2 separate regions of the Hordeum vulgare genome follow, and region 2 is linked to region 1. The links are chromatin contacts, called in public Hi-C maps. All regions are on one chromosome and are shown on one strand. Each heading gives the region's core, a stretch centred on a gene start, on an enhancer-like site or on the middle of the called end of the contact. The rest is flanking DNA. Distances are from core to core; before and after follow the strand shown.

What was found. Hi-C and Micro-C count contacts between places; a contact is called where the count stands out from the background.
Region 2: a contact with region 1 is called in a Hi-C map of leaf, with 3 times the contacts expected there. The contact joins the enhancer-like site here to the promoter of LOC123407195 in region 1. A contact is called at or near these places in 1 of 6 Hi-C or Micro-C datasets (leaf) and 1 of 1 datasets of contacts at active chromatin or transcription factors (embryo).

Annotation. Positions count from the first base shown.
Region 1 is chr7H:270,562,602-270,569,497 of MorexV3_pseudomolecules_assembly, forward strand. It overlaps LOC123407195, which reads right to left and starts at 3,747. Exons shown (of 5, transcript XM_045100275.1): 1 at 3,471-3,747; 2 at 918-1,937; 3 at 1-47. The coding sequence starts at 1,805.
Region 2 is chr7H:270,784,081-270,791,189 of MorexV3_pseudomolecules_assembly, forward strand. No RefSeq gene overlaps it. Among protein-coding and RNA genes, the nearest start is that of LOC123408907, 170 kb to the left of the region's middle. Within about 2 kb of position 3,716, at least 2 of the 3 cell types and tissues checked have open chromatin away from gene starts, as enhancers often do. A contact at or near this core is called in leaf, where this site is marked.

The DNA.
Region 1 (6,896 bases), core at 2,497-4,996:
ACCCTTTGAAATGAGGACTCAAGGGGGAAATTTCCACAAGTAACAACCTGTCAAGTTAAAAACGATAAATAAGGTCCTACTACTACTGAATATAAAAGAAGCGCTACTGCTTAAAACAGTTATGACCATAAGCTAACAATGAAAAAAAATATGGAGAAATGAATATATTATTACAAGATGCACAATCAAATTCATGTCCTTGTACTAGGAAAACATCACATCTCTCTTTAAGCATAATATATGATGTAATCTGGTCAAGGTATGGATCTCCGCGACCAAAGTTTATTTTTTGAAACCATTTGCAGTATTCTGCCAACCTATGTATGAATTAACTTAATGCTGAAACAGTTAGTAGTGCGGTGACTACTAAGTGACCTTGGTAGCATGTGTTCCTGGCACAAAAATAATATTTTCCATTCTTTCAAAAAGATATAAAAACAATCGCACATGTAGATACTAGTATTATGTGTAGACTTTATATTTGGGTTATAAACATGCATGCTTGTGTCTTGTGCAAAAAGAAAAAACTTATTGCACAAAAATTCAGTGCATAATATATGTTTGCACGTACATAGTAACACTACCATATGTACATGACTGAATTTCTGCAGCATTTTTCAAAACATTAAAATGACCTTCTCATTTTTCTAAACAAAACAGTGCATGTGAGCTCAAGTGTAACAAACACACGTAGCATTAATACATTACGAGTTAACAATGCAATTCAGCAACACACCACAACTGGCAAAGGTACAACAAAGAAACAATGTAATTTGAGGATCACTACTAAATTGTAACATAAACAAACAAATATATGACAAGACAGAAAGCAGAAAATTAAATGTAAAACATTAAGGGAAGGAATGAATAGATGGAATAATTTATGAGTCCAAAAAGGTGACCAGCATTACACATACCCCTGTGACCTTCACATACTCTCCATCTTTTGCTGTTCTAAGATCAGCATCAGGATAGCGACAGACAAACCTAGTCATGCCTCTTGTTCCCCAGCAAATGTTCCAAACCAAGAGTGCAGCAACAAATCCAAATATCACCACAACAACTACCAGCAAAATCGGATTATGAACAGCAGCTAGAATGAAGCCACCTGCTATGAACCCCATTGCAAAGAGCAGAATAGCCGCCCATAGTATCGGCTTTGGCAAACTGGCCTTAAGTGAGTAGCTATTTTGCTCGTTAAGATTTGTAACAGCTGGGTTGTAAGCAGAAGAGGTGGCACGCATCTTCATCGATACAGTAGAATCAAGAGTGCCTGATACTTTTCGTAGAGCACCAGATGAATTCAATTGTCCAGAGGAAATAGGTCCTGATGTGATTAGCCCAGTTGTCGGAAGAATCGGCGGTAGATGGCCAGAATTCTGGCGAGCCATTGGGGTCACTCCCCCTGACTGGGGGCCAGAGGATCTCTTTGTAGGTTCTCCATACTTATTGAGCGGTCCAGAATTAGATTTTGCCCTTGCCGAACCTCCAGTGCCAGGAACCGCTGCTGAAATAGAACCAGAGTAGTTGGATCGAGAAGCAGCACTGGATACTGGTCCAGAATTGGAAGCAGCACCACCAAATGAAGTATTCCTTGAAGGTTGATTACCCAAAGGGCCAGATTTCCGTGACTTCTCAGCATGGAGATCAAACATCTTCCCTAGTTCTCCTGATTTCTTGATGTCACCCCCAGTGTATGGCATAGCTGCAGAGCAAACAACCGGAGCCTTTTCCTTTGGTTGCTCAGGTCGCCCAGAGACATAAAGCCCATTGCTTAATTGGTGGGATGGAAACCGAGAACCCATGTTCTGAACCAGTAGATTCAACTATGACCTTAGTACATCCAAGTAGTTGTATTAGGTATTGAATGAGAGACTAGCAAGCTTTGGAGCACACCATCTGCATTCTCAGATACAACAAACACCTTGCATCAGCACCTGAGGAAAAATATATCAAACAAATGCAACGTCAATTTGGGTGTACAAAAAGGGATATGCACGTAAGATTCATAATTATCCCATTCAGAGGAAGAATTATAAAAGGAACTGCACAGAATACAAAACAAGAGAAGTCGGAACATAGAACCACCTAGTATATACTATTACTAAATATGGGACTTGGAAGAGCTTTAGATGGAAGAACGATCTCACTGAGTTCTGCCAAGTCCCAACAGATTGTAGCAGCTCAAATAGTTCAAGGCGACTGATGGTCTAAAACTTCCAAAATATAGAACCATTAATTACGGGATAAATCCTACCAAAAGTAGCAAAAGTAAATTAGCAGATACCCTTAGAGCATGTAGCCATGATTTCACCATGCAAGCATCATATTAACAGCGATTTGCAAAAAGAAACTATTAACAACTTGTTGCACATTAAATAGTTCATCGAAACTATTAACAACTTGTTGCACATTAAATAGTTCATCGCTAACTCAACATATTCCGTCAAACAAATGGCAGAATAATAGGAATTTTATTTTGCAGAATGGGCAGGTAGGCAGTGATAAGAGAACTAATTGTGGTAATCCTGTGTTCTTACTTCTTAAGCGGGGTGAAACTACACAGCCGCCCCAGAGCCTTACTAGCAGAAATTAACAGCCGAAACAGACAGAAGCAGCTGCCATCAAAAGCAAATCTTCTGATTTCGCAGCGCCTTAATTTTGGGGGCAACCCACACTTGTGTGATAAACTAATGCTCAGCTCCCTCCAAAAGACAAGCCCCGGTAAAACATGCAAAATTCGCGGAGGGAGTTAAAGTATTCGCACAAAAAAATTGATAGTGATGGCTACATAAAAAGCAGGAATGAGTCTTCCAAGTGATTTTCAGCAGTGGGATAAACAACCAAAAATGTCAGCAACACCACTAGATCTTGAAGTAGGTGTAGCTTAAAGCTCCGGCAAAAACCTACAGGACAGCTCAATTCGAACAAGAAGCGATGGAGGAACGCATTAAACAACCTACAGTTAACTCCACCAAGCTCTTCAGTGGGAGATTCTTTCTACTCTACTTAACCCCAATGCACATATAATCCATAACCTGGTGTGAGCTCATATTTAAGTGCAAATCATCGTCATTCTAATCGCTAGACTGAGAAAAGCTCCGGTTGTACTATAGAAGGCGTCATCACGCAGTAATGCCGGCATCTGCAGATCCAGACATTAGTGCCAGATCCAGGCAAATCTCTCAGTCCAAGAACTCAAAAACACTGCAAAGTTCACATAAACCAACACAAGATCCGGACAACGCGGACCGAACAAGACACAAATAATTTGGGAAAATAAACCTCCGGCCATTATTACTTCACCAAGTAGAAAACTAACAAATCAGCAACAAAAAGCCTGGCGGAGATCGAGCATTGAAGAAAGAAACATTTGAACCAGCTTGCCCGCACTGACGGCGAAACAAAGAAGAGGACTAAAAGAGGGGCACACTCGGAGCAATCCAGACAAGTTAGGGCTCGTCACCAACCGAAGAAACCAATCCTCCAAGCCCGGGTGGATCTCCCTTCTATGGTATTCCAGCAGAGGAGTGCGACGACGGCGGCGGAGGCGGAACGGGAATGCGAGAAGGATTCCTCTGTGGCGGCGTGCGAGCGTGCGTGGAATGGAAGGAGTGGAGGGAGGAGGGTTGTTCGGCCGAGATGGTGTGTTGGATGACACCGTCGGCGCTGTGAGGAAAAAGGAAGCTCTCTGGGTGTGTCCGTCCGTCTGTCTCTGTCGCTGTTGGTGGACCTACGCACGCAGGAGCAACTCAGCACAGTCGCCGTGCACGCAGCCTTCAAAACGAACATGTACAATGATGATATATAAATATGGGATGTCTCGTCAGAAAAAAGTAGTTTAAAATATTAATTATCAAAAAAATAGTTTAAGACATTTACATTGATTCTTTTTTAATGTAAGCTATCATTAGTAACCTCATTAAGAAAAAGAAAAATAAAGATTGATACGCATGCATCTCTACTTTCCCACTTTATTTTTCAACATTTTACATCGAATCATATTTTTTCTCTCCAAGCATCCGCCTCTTGCTGAGGATCCCGTTACATGATCCAAACCTATATCCGATCCTACGTAGCATATGGGGCATCACCCTCAGGCTATGCATTGGTCAATGCCCTTAGATCAACTTCACTAAAAACAAAAGGTAAACGGAGCCTAGGGAAAAAAACTCACCGTCGTCGAGTAGCCTCCACTGCACGAGCTCCCCTCACCGTTGTTGGGGTGCATCATCGAACAAAGCCAACATGGCAGCGGCGGCGAGGCCATTTTTTCCCTTTAGCACAAGGTTGAACGTCGCGAGACCATTCGATCTGGTGGGGAAATGTGCTCCGCGGAGTGTTTGCTAGTTGAGGTGCTAAGCGACACGAGGACAGAGGTGCGTCTCATGGTACTAGCCCAGGGGGCGCATCTGGCGCGATTACGGGGTGGCAGCCGGTGCAGATCTGAGTGTGACTACGCTCGTGGTGGCGCGGTGGCCCGGGGCGCGTGCCGTCACGACGTGGACATCGTGGTGGCACGCGTCGCCTATGTGCACAGGCGTCGGACGTGTCGAATGTGCGGAATTCACAGGCGACAACGCACCAGGAGTATGCGCACTCTAGAACTAGGCTCCATTTGGCAACGATCATGTGGTGAGGCTGCCTCCACTAAGGTCACGTCATCAACGAGCTTCCCGGATAGCACACCGAAGATGCAGTCCTTTGAATTTAGCTCTGCGCATCTCCACGGAGAGATGGTCTTCACGGGTTTGGTTTCTCACCGAATCCGGGAGTAGCTCGAGTTGCCCTCCTCGGGACAATGTCAGATCGGGCCCCTCAAGAGTGTAAGAAACCTTTATCAGGATCGATGACCATGAAGCCGCTATCCTCACGCACGATGTCAGCTCAAGCCCTAGAAGAGCGTCATAAGCCTTTACCGGGATTGATGTCGCGTCATATCTTGAAGCCGCTCTCACCGGGCACGTTGTTGGATTAGGCCCCTAAGGAGCGTGAAAAAAAGTCAGATCGGATCTCGAACTCACTTCCCCGGGGCATTGGTGTCATATCAGGCACAGGAGAAGCGTGGGAAACTTCTCTTGGACTTGATGTTTGATCGGATTCAGGAGGTTGCTAGGTTGGATTTCCATATCCTAATGTCATATCACATCATGGAACTCCCCCGGGGTTGATTTTTTTACCCAACCCACCACCCATCTCGTCGCTAACGTCAAAGATCTCACCAACGTCCACTAAGGAACCGCCCATAGGGTCTCATCAATTCCCTATCTCTCTCGGTCTAAACCTGACACCAACACGGTCTATCTACCTAGCCAGGTTTGTCGCTCCAACATACACATGAACATCTCTCTCCCCCCTCCCCCTCCCTCTCTCTCCCTCCCTCCCTCGCTCGCTCTCTCCCTCCCTCCCTTCCTCTCTCTCTCCATCCCTCCCTTCCTCACTCTCTCTCCCTTTCCCTCTCTCTCCCTCTCTAACACACACCCACATCACCTCTCCATGTATCTTGGTCTCTCTCTGCTCCCCGCGCGCACACGCACATAAACACTTTTCCTAGCTAGCTCTCTTATAGACACACTACCCTTCTCACCTTCTCCCGGCCCTATCAATGTAGTTAGGTCTCTCTATCTATGTGACATGCACGTGTTCCTCTCTCCTCTGTCTCTCACTCACTGTCTGTGTATACTTGATGACATGTTACGCCAATTGGTGTAGGGGCCAACACCAACCCAGAAGCTAAGCCTATTTGATACATAAATAGGAAGGTAAATGAGACATTCCAAGGATGTTTAATTGCAATATTATGCGAGTGATTATGTTTGTAACATGTTTGTATCTGCCTTGTATATTTATAAAAGACAGATAACGACGATCGTTTCCCATGTCCTTCTTTAGCCAGCCAGGGCAACCCAACATCCAAGACATTGGCGTGCAAGTCTACAAGAGGCAACTACAACCCTAAAGTTAAGTGAACTTGAAAGCACAATTGCTCCCTAAGGTGGTTTTGGTAATTAATCACAACATATGCATCATTATGTTGGAAATATGCCCTGGAGGCAATAATAAATTGGTTATTATTATATTTTCTTGTTCATGATAATCGTTTATTATCCATGCTAGAATTGTATTGATTGGAAACTCAAATACATGTGTGGATACATAGACAACACACTGTCCCTAGCGAGCCTCAAGTTGACTAGCTCGTTGATCAAAGATGGTCAAGGTTTCCTGGCCATAGACAAGTGTTGTCACTTGATAATGGGATCACATCATTAGGTGAATGATGTTATGGACAAGACCCAAACTATAAACGTAGCATATGATCGTGTTATTTTGTTGCTATTGTTTTCTACATGTCAAGTATACATTCCTATGACCATGAGATCATGTAACTCACTGACACCGGAGGAATGCCTTGTGTGTATCAAACGTCAAAACTTTACTTGGTGACTATAAAGGTGCTCTACAAGTATCTCCGAAGGTGTCCATTGAGTTAGCATGGATCAAGACTGGGATTTGCCACTCCGTGTGACGGAGAGGTATCTCGGGGCCCACTCGGTAATACAACATCACAAACAAGCCTTGCAAGCAATGTGACTAAAGAGTTAGCCATGTGATCTTGTATTACGGAACGAGTAAAGAGACTTGTGGGTAACAAGACTGAAATAGGCAGTCGATACCGACGATCGAATCTCGGGCAAGTAACATACCGGAGGACAACGGGAATGATATACGGGATTGTGTGAACCCTTGACATAGAGGTTCAAACGATAAGATCTTCGTAGAATATGTAGGATCCAATATGGACGTCCAGGTCCCGCTATTGGATATTGACCGGAGACTGTCTCGGTCATGTCTACATAGTTCTCAAACCCGCATGATCTGCACACTTTAGGTTC
Region 2 (7,109 bases), core at 2,466-4,965, 220 kb after region 1:
TTGCAAACGTTACTCTCCAGCGGACTTTGTTATCCTTGATATTCCCGAGGATGACAGTTTGTCGATCATCCTTGGTAGACCCTTTCTGAATACTGCAGGGGCTGTTATTGACTGCAACAAAGGCAATGTCACTTTTCATGTTAATGGTAATGAGCATACGGTACACTTTCCGAGGAAACAACTTCCAGTTCATAGTATCAACTCCATTGGAAAAATTCCAACATTTACTATTGGAGACTTTGAATTCCCTCTCCCTACTGTCAAGAAGAAATGCATATCCCCATTGTTCACTAGACTCGAGTCGGCCACGTTCGATCAAGCAAAGGCTCCTATGGTCGTATGGCTCTGATTACCAACTTGTAACATCCGAGATGTGACACTAAACGTATTTGGGGACAAGGCTTTAATATGTATAGTGGCGCATCTCTGTGTTTTGCAAGTACAAAAATCATTGTAGACACATTATGAAGAGATGAGTATATGGATTGGCTTACGCTCGCCACATGCTAAACTACAAGTCACACAACATTTATTCAAACATCCAGAAGATAGGGTCTGGATATGGATGAAATCAAACGATAAAATTTGAATGAGTCTCTCTCGCTATCCCAGGAGACGACCAAGGCCCTCTACTCGTCGGGGTACGTCATGACATGCGTGTGCTCTCCTCATCGAACTCACTCTAGAGTTGCGAAGAATCGAACGCCTCTGGACTTGTAGTAAATGTACTTGTGGTGTTGTAGTAATTTGTGAGCCACGGGACTCAGCAATCTCGTGACCATGATATGGGACTAATAAAGTTATTGGGTGTGGTAAGGTTAAGTGGTGAGGGTGCAGCAGCACTAAGCATTATTTGGTGGCTAACTTATAGGAACATAATTTAAAACTGAGTGGTCTACGCATAAACGGACGTGAGCTTATAATGATCAAGAAGTGATCCTGGACACCTATTTATGGTAGACATAACCCCACCATGTCCTCTCTCGGAGTAGAAACTCACGAGTAGAGATAGTCACGGTTATGCACAAAGTTAGCATGTTTTAACTTAGTTTACTTCAAGTTATCTATAACCCGATGGTAAACAAATTTCCAAGCACGCACATAAGAACATGCACGACTTTCCAAAATATATTAACTTGCAGGGTTGCTCTAACTAGTCCATCACAAACTATCACAAGATGCCCTAGAGAGAAAACCTGAACCTCCAGATAGCCCGAAGTATCACCAATATACCAATGCACAAGACATCCGTTAAGAGTAAAACAAATCCAACAAAATTGCCTCGCATGCCATATCCCAATAGGATCCGCGTGTATCTCTGTCTCAGGTCACTACCAGATGGTCCTAGCTACAAGTAGAACCAATCCTCGAGTTTCCTCACGGTGGCCCCATAGGCATCCCGTTTTGGACCAACACTCGTGACGAGCACTGGCCTGGGTTGTTGATTAATTATCCACGGGGTACCTATTCCTTATGATTTTTTATTAAGTTGTTTAGAAAATGTAAAACCAATGTTAGGCCATGCCGGAAGAATCTTAACTCAAAATCAATTATCAAGGGGGTCCCCATAACAACCCCAAGCATGTTAGGAGCCCTTAGTAGGGAACATAACACCGATAACCGGAAACTAGGGGGGCAAAGCGGAACAAAGCGTTGAGAAAAATGCCAAGCCTTCTACCTTCACCAGGTATATATGTGCATTAACTTAAATAGCAATAATAAGATTATAATCCAAATGTCCATGTCATCACACATGGATCAACCTGCACCTGCAACTAGGACGGCTATAAGAAGGCATGAGCAAGCACTAACTTAGCCAATCAAAGTTCCGCTGGGATGTCGAAGGGCTAGAGGCTTCTCATGGATTTTTTTGGAGGCTTAATATCCATGTGGTAGGCACCGATCGTTAACAATGGAAACGAGACAACTAAGCATAACAAAATTAGAAAATATATCAAGGTCACGATCATCTTGCGTGGCACTTCTTCTGAGGGATAAAAATCTTGCTCTTTAGGAACATTCTCAACGGGATCCTCGTACTCATTCTCGGCACCCAATTCTACCCAAAATGAAATACAACATCCAATGAACACATAGCCATGGTATGATGCTGAAACATATGATGCATGAATATGACGTGAATAAAGCATGGGAATTCTACACTAGTCATCTTTCTAATGCAACTATTTAGTTTTTACCATTCTTGATTGAACCACAAGATTAAGTTTTTGGGCATGCATGAACATGGCAAAATGAATACATCACGATAAAACGATACAAAAGCATGTAAAGAACGTCGTAAACCGAGTTACGGGCCTCTCGGAACTCTCACTACAAGATACAGAAGGCAACGATAATAAAATAGAATCCAAGAGATGCTATGGACAATTCATTGGTATTATAAGTATGCCACTAGATGGGGCACGAAATTCTAGGTGAAATAGACCTAAAGTTCATGCAAAACAAAGGAGCACAGCTCACACAAAGCACAAAACAATCCAACAAGCAATTTGTCCAAAAACAGCAACATACCACATTGTTCATATGAAAACTAACAGCTACAACCACCTATCAAGCTCAACCAAGACATGGATATGAAGCTAACAAGGAGTACAACAACCCCAAACAAACAGCAACATGGATAGGGTCATGGATCAATGGCAATCGTGCTAGAACATGGTAAGGGTTATAACAGAATTGGACTTAGTGAAAATATCAGTATTGCACAAGCAGATTTATCATGATGGCATGTTGATAGCAATAAAACTCTATACTACTCTAACTTTCATGGCATGAACGTTAACAGGGTGATAGAGGGCAACAACTACTACAATTCGCTCCTAGTAACCATGAGCTAGTACTGCACAGAATCAATGATATCATCCACTCAACACAGCATGATGATATGAGCAGATTCTCAAACTTTGTTAAATTTCACAAGGTGAATTCACAGCAGTATACATCAACATGACATGTTTGACAGGAAGAATAACTAAGATCCATAACCTATTTGCAAAGTAGTGGCACCATTTGACAGATGACAACATGCTCTTTAATTCACACCAAAGTATAAGCACAAAGAACTCGTAGATGCTTGGCAATCATCATGGAAACACACCTACTTGAAATGGTTTTCAAACTTAGTCATATTTCACATACTCAAAATAGAAATATTGTGATGACATGTCCACAACAAGAAATCCAAAAATATACAAATCTTTCATGGCAAATAAAAATACCAGGTCCTAGTACTCCCTAAACAATACAACTTTCAAGTTGACAAGTTTGACAAAGGGTGCAAGGACTCAACCACACAAAAATAACAAATAGGCATCATGACATAAAATAGCATGGATATCATCTTACTCAAAAGTCAAAACTAATTCCACCATTGGATTCCTTAGATTTTTCTACCCCAAATTCATATATCACAAGCCTATGTTACTGTAGTAAAAACAACCACAATTCACAAACAAAATTCCCACATCAAGTTATAACATGGTATATGCCAAATTTGGCATGTCTCTATTTGGGCTCTGCCAGAATTGTCATGGCCAGATTTGGGCAAGGCCCAAAATGGCAAGAACAGAAAACATCATATAGAACACAAAAAAACAAAATACAGGGAAGGGCCCACTAGCAGACAACCAATGTGACACGTGGGTCCCTCGGCCCTACTGTGAGCCACACACCAATGAAGAAAAAAGTGGGGCTAATTGGCGCTCCTGGGGGATCGAACCCGGGTCTCACGGGCCAAAGTGAGGGGGCCGAGCCACTTGCTAGGTTGGGGGCTCGAAACAAGGGGGTCTCTGCTCCTTTTGAGCTAGCCCCCCAGCGGCGGCCGGTCTGCGCCTGCTCCACCAGGAACATGGCGTCGACGCTCGCGCTCACTCGAGCGACCTACGACGAGGGAGACCTACGGTAGGGGCTGCGGGTCTCGCGGGGATTCGATTCCCGGTGGCAGGACACGGTGATGCATCGGTCAAAGTGCCCCTCGAGCTTGAGCATAAGCTCGGCTTGGGCCACGATGACGCGAGGTGGGGCCGAGGCGATGTGTTGCAAGGCGAGGAGAGTCGATGCACTCACAGGGAAAGTTCTCGCACGCAAGCACGAGGGAGCAAGGGTGAGCAGGGCCGGCGTGCACCAATACAGCAACATGCAAAACAAAAATACGCGCTTTCCTGGAGCTTCGAGAGCGCGGGCCTGGATCTAACATCGCGACCAGGATGAATTCGAGCACACGAAAGCGCAGGGAGGAGCCGCTGCTCACCTAGGGTCCAAAGGACAAAAAGACAACGTCAGAGAGGGGTCAGAGATGACAAGAGAGACAGCAGAACGTGGTGATGCTCTTTGCTCTCGAAGCAGCGGAAAAAGACGGCCGGGGCTGCGTCGATCTGCGCCTTGGAGGGCCCCCTAGTCGTCAAGGAAGAAGAGGCGCTGCGGGGACTCCTTCCCGCAGCTCTAGAGCGGCAGAGGCAAGGTGAGGAGGTCACCCCGAGCACGAGCAGAGGCTCGGCCAGAGCGTCGCGGGTGCAGCGATGGCAAGATCCTGGAGAGGCTTACCTAGGGGCAGCGATGGGAGAGAGGGAAGGAAAGGGATGAGAGTCCTCAAGGCTAGGGCTAGGGCAAGATTTTATAGAGATCCATGGCTCTCTCCGACCGTCAAATCAATCGGGAGGTTGACGTGGCTCCGATAGATGCCCTATCGTATTGGGGAGGGAGAAGACGCGTGTGTGCTGGCTGGCTGGGTCGCTAGCCTCGTGGGGCTATTGTTGGCGCGAGCTGGCTGGGGCGCTGCAGTTGCTGCTGGGCTGCAAGGACGAGAGAAGGAGGCGTAGGGCGCTGGCTCTCTCTTTGCTTTTTTGTTAAAACAGAAAATGCTCATTTTCTCAGAGAAAATAGAGAAAGGCTATGAATAAAGAAAAACATGGCCAACACTCAGAAAAATATGCCCCATTTAATAAAACTGATATGGCAATTTTTAGGGAGAGAAAATAAATGCACTTATTTTTAACCATTGAATCTGTTTTGCAACTTTAAAATAACAGGAAAATAGAGCAAGTCCGAGAATTGTTTCTAAATTACAAACATAATTTTTGCACGGTTTGCAACATTTTAAAGGAGGTGTTGGGCAAAGCAATATTCCACCAAAACACAATACTTTGAATTAAGGAGAGAGGGGGGGTTTTCCAAGCATTTGAATGAAGGGTTTTTTGCCACACCACAAACAACACTTGGATGCAAATCACTCCCTCACACAAATATAATCAAACCAACTAACACAACACCAAGGAGAAAAATGAAATGATGCATGACATGATGTTATGATGCAATGAAGTCATGAAACCAATTTTATTAATTCAAATCACATGAGGCTCAACTTGGATGGTTCATTCATGGAAATATTACAAAGGTTGCAAAGTGTACTTGGGCTGTTACACAAGCCCACGTTCCCCTCATGAGGGGGGCGGGGCCAGCATCGAGGCTACGCGGCCACCTATCAGGGACGACCGCGAGAGGAAGACCGGGCCAGAGAGCAGCGTAGATACACTTCCAAGGGCGTTGAAGAAAAGGAAGTAGACCGCCAGGGACAAGTAAGCATCATGCCTCCGCCCTACTTGCCTTAGTGCGCCTGGGGTGTATGATCCTTTCCTCTACGCAGGTCTTCTTCAAGCAGAAAAGCTTAGGGATCCTTCGGGCCCGGTGAATACTCCGTCGCCGCTTGTAGTGGCTCGGGAATGCGGGAAGGACGTGTTCCACCGAGGTGCATAAAATGTGCCTGGGCAAAGGGCAGTTCCAATACCGCCTACCGGGAGCATGGGGCGCGGGATGATAGTTCACCCCTCGGCCCTCGAGGGAGGCTCCACTCGTGGGAGTGCACCCACATACCCTCCGGAGGCGCCCTTGGGAGACCATTCCCCGGCCTCCGGAGCGCCCGCTGCCGAGACGGGCGTCGCAGCAATGAAAGCAGAGTTGTCAGCCACCACGACCGTTTAGACCAACGCTGGGGGCGGCCTCGGGGTCCCAGCAATCTCAGAAGGGCCCTCAAACTTGAGGTGCCTGACTCCTCACTAATTGCATTGGTTTTCTCCAAGCTTAAAGGGTGATGTAGCACAATGACGACAAGTATTTCCCTCGGTTATGAAACCAAGGTATCAATCCAGTAGGAAAATCCACAAGACTATCTAAGCAGTACGTGCACACAAATAACAAATCCTCGCAGCCCAACGCGTGTAGGGGTTGTCAATCCCTTGTGGGTACAAGAAAACGGTAAAAAGTTAAATTGATAGATGCAAATAAAGTAAGGGTAACTAAATGCAGAAAGGTATTTTTGGATTTTTGATAATATAAATGTGAAAATAAAAGAGAAAATAAATTGGAAACATGAATAGCAAAATAGATCTTGCAAATAGATGATGTAAAATAGATCCGGGGGCTGTAGGTTTCACTAGTGGCTTCTCGCAAAAAAATAGAAAATGGTGGGTAGACAAATTACTATTGGGCAATTGATAGAAGACAATAATCATGTATATATGCATCATCCAAGACAATAATTATGACGATATCCAAGACAATAATCATGTATATATGCATCATCCAAGACAAGTAGACCAACTCCTTCCCGCACCTACTACTATTACTCCACACATCGACCGCTATCCAGCATGCATCTAGTGTATTAAGTTCATAAAGAAAGGAAGTAATGCTTTAAGAATGATGACGTGATGTAGACAAGATCTACTCATGTAGGAATAGACCCCATTGTTTTATCCTTAATAGCAACAATACATGCGTGTCATGTCTCTTTCTGTCACTGAGATTGAGCACCGCAAGATCGAACCCATCACAAAGTACCTTTCCCCATTACAAGATAAAAATATCAAGTTGGCCAAACAAAACCCAAATATTGGAGAAGAAATACAAGGCTATAATAATCAAGAATGGATATAATTTCATAGATATAGATCTGATCCTAAACTAACACTTCATCGGATCCCAACAAACACGCTGCAAAAGAAAGAGTTACATCAAATAGATCTCCAAAATACCATTGTATTGATAAGTAAAATGACAGAGAAAGCCATCTAGCTACTGCCTACTTACCCGTA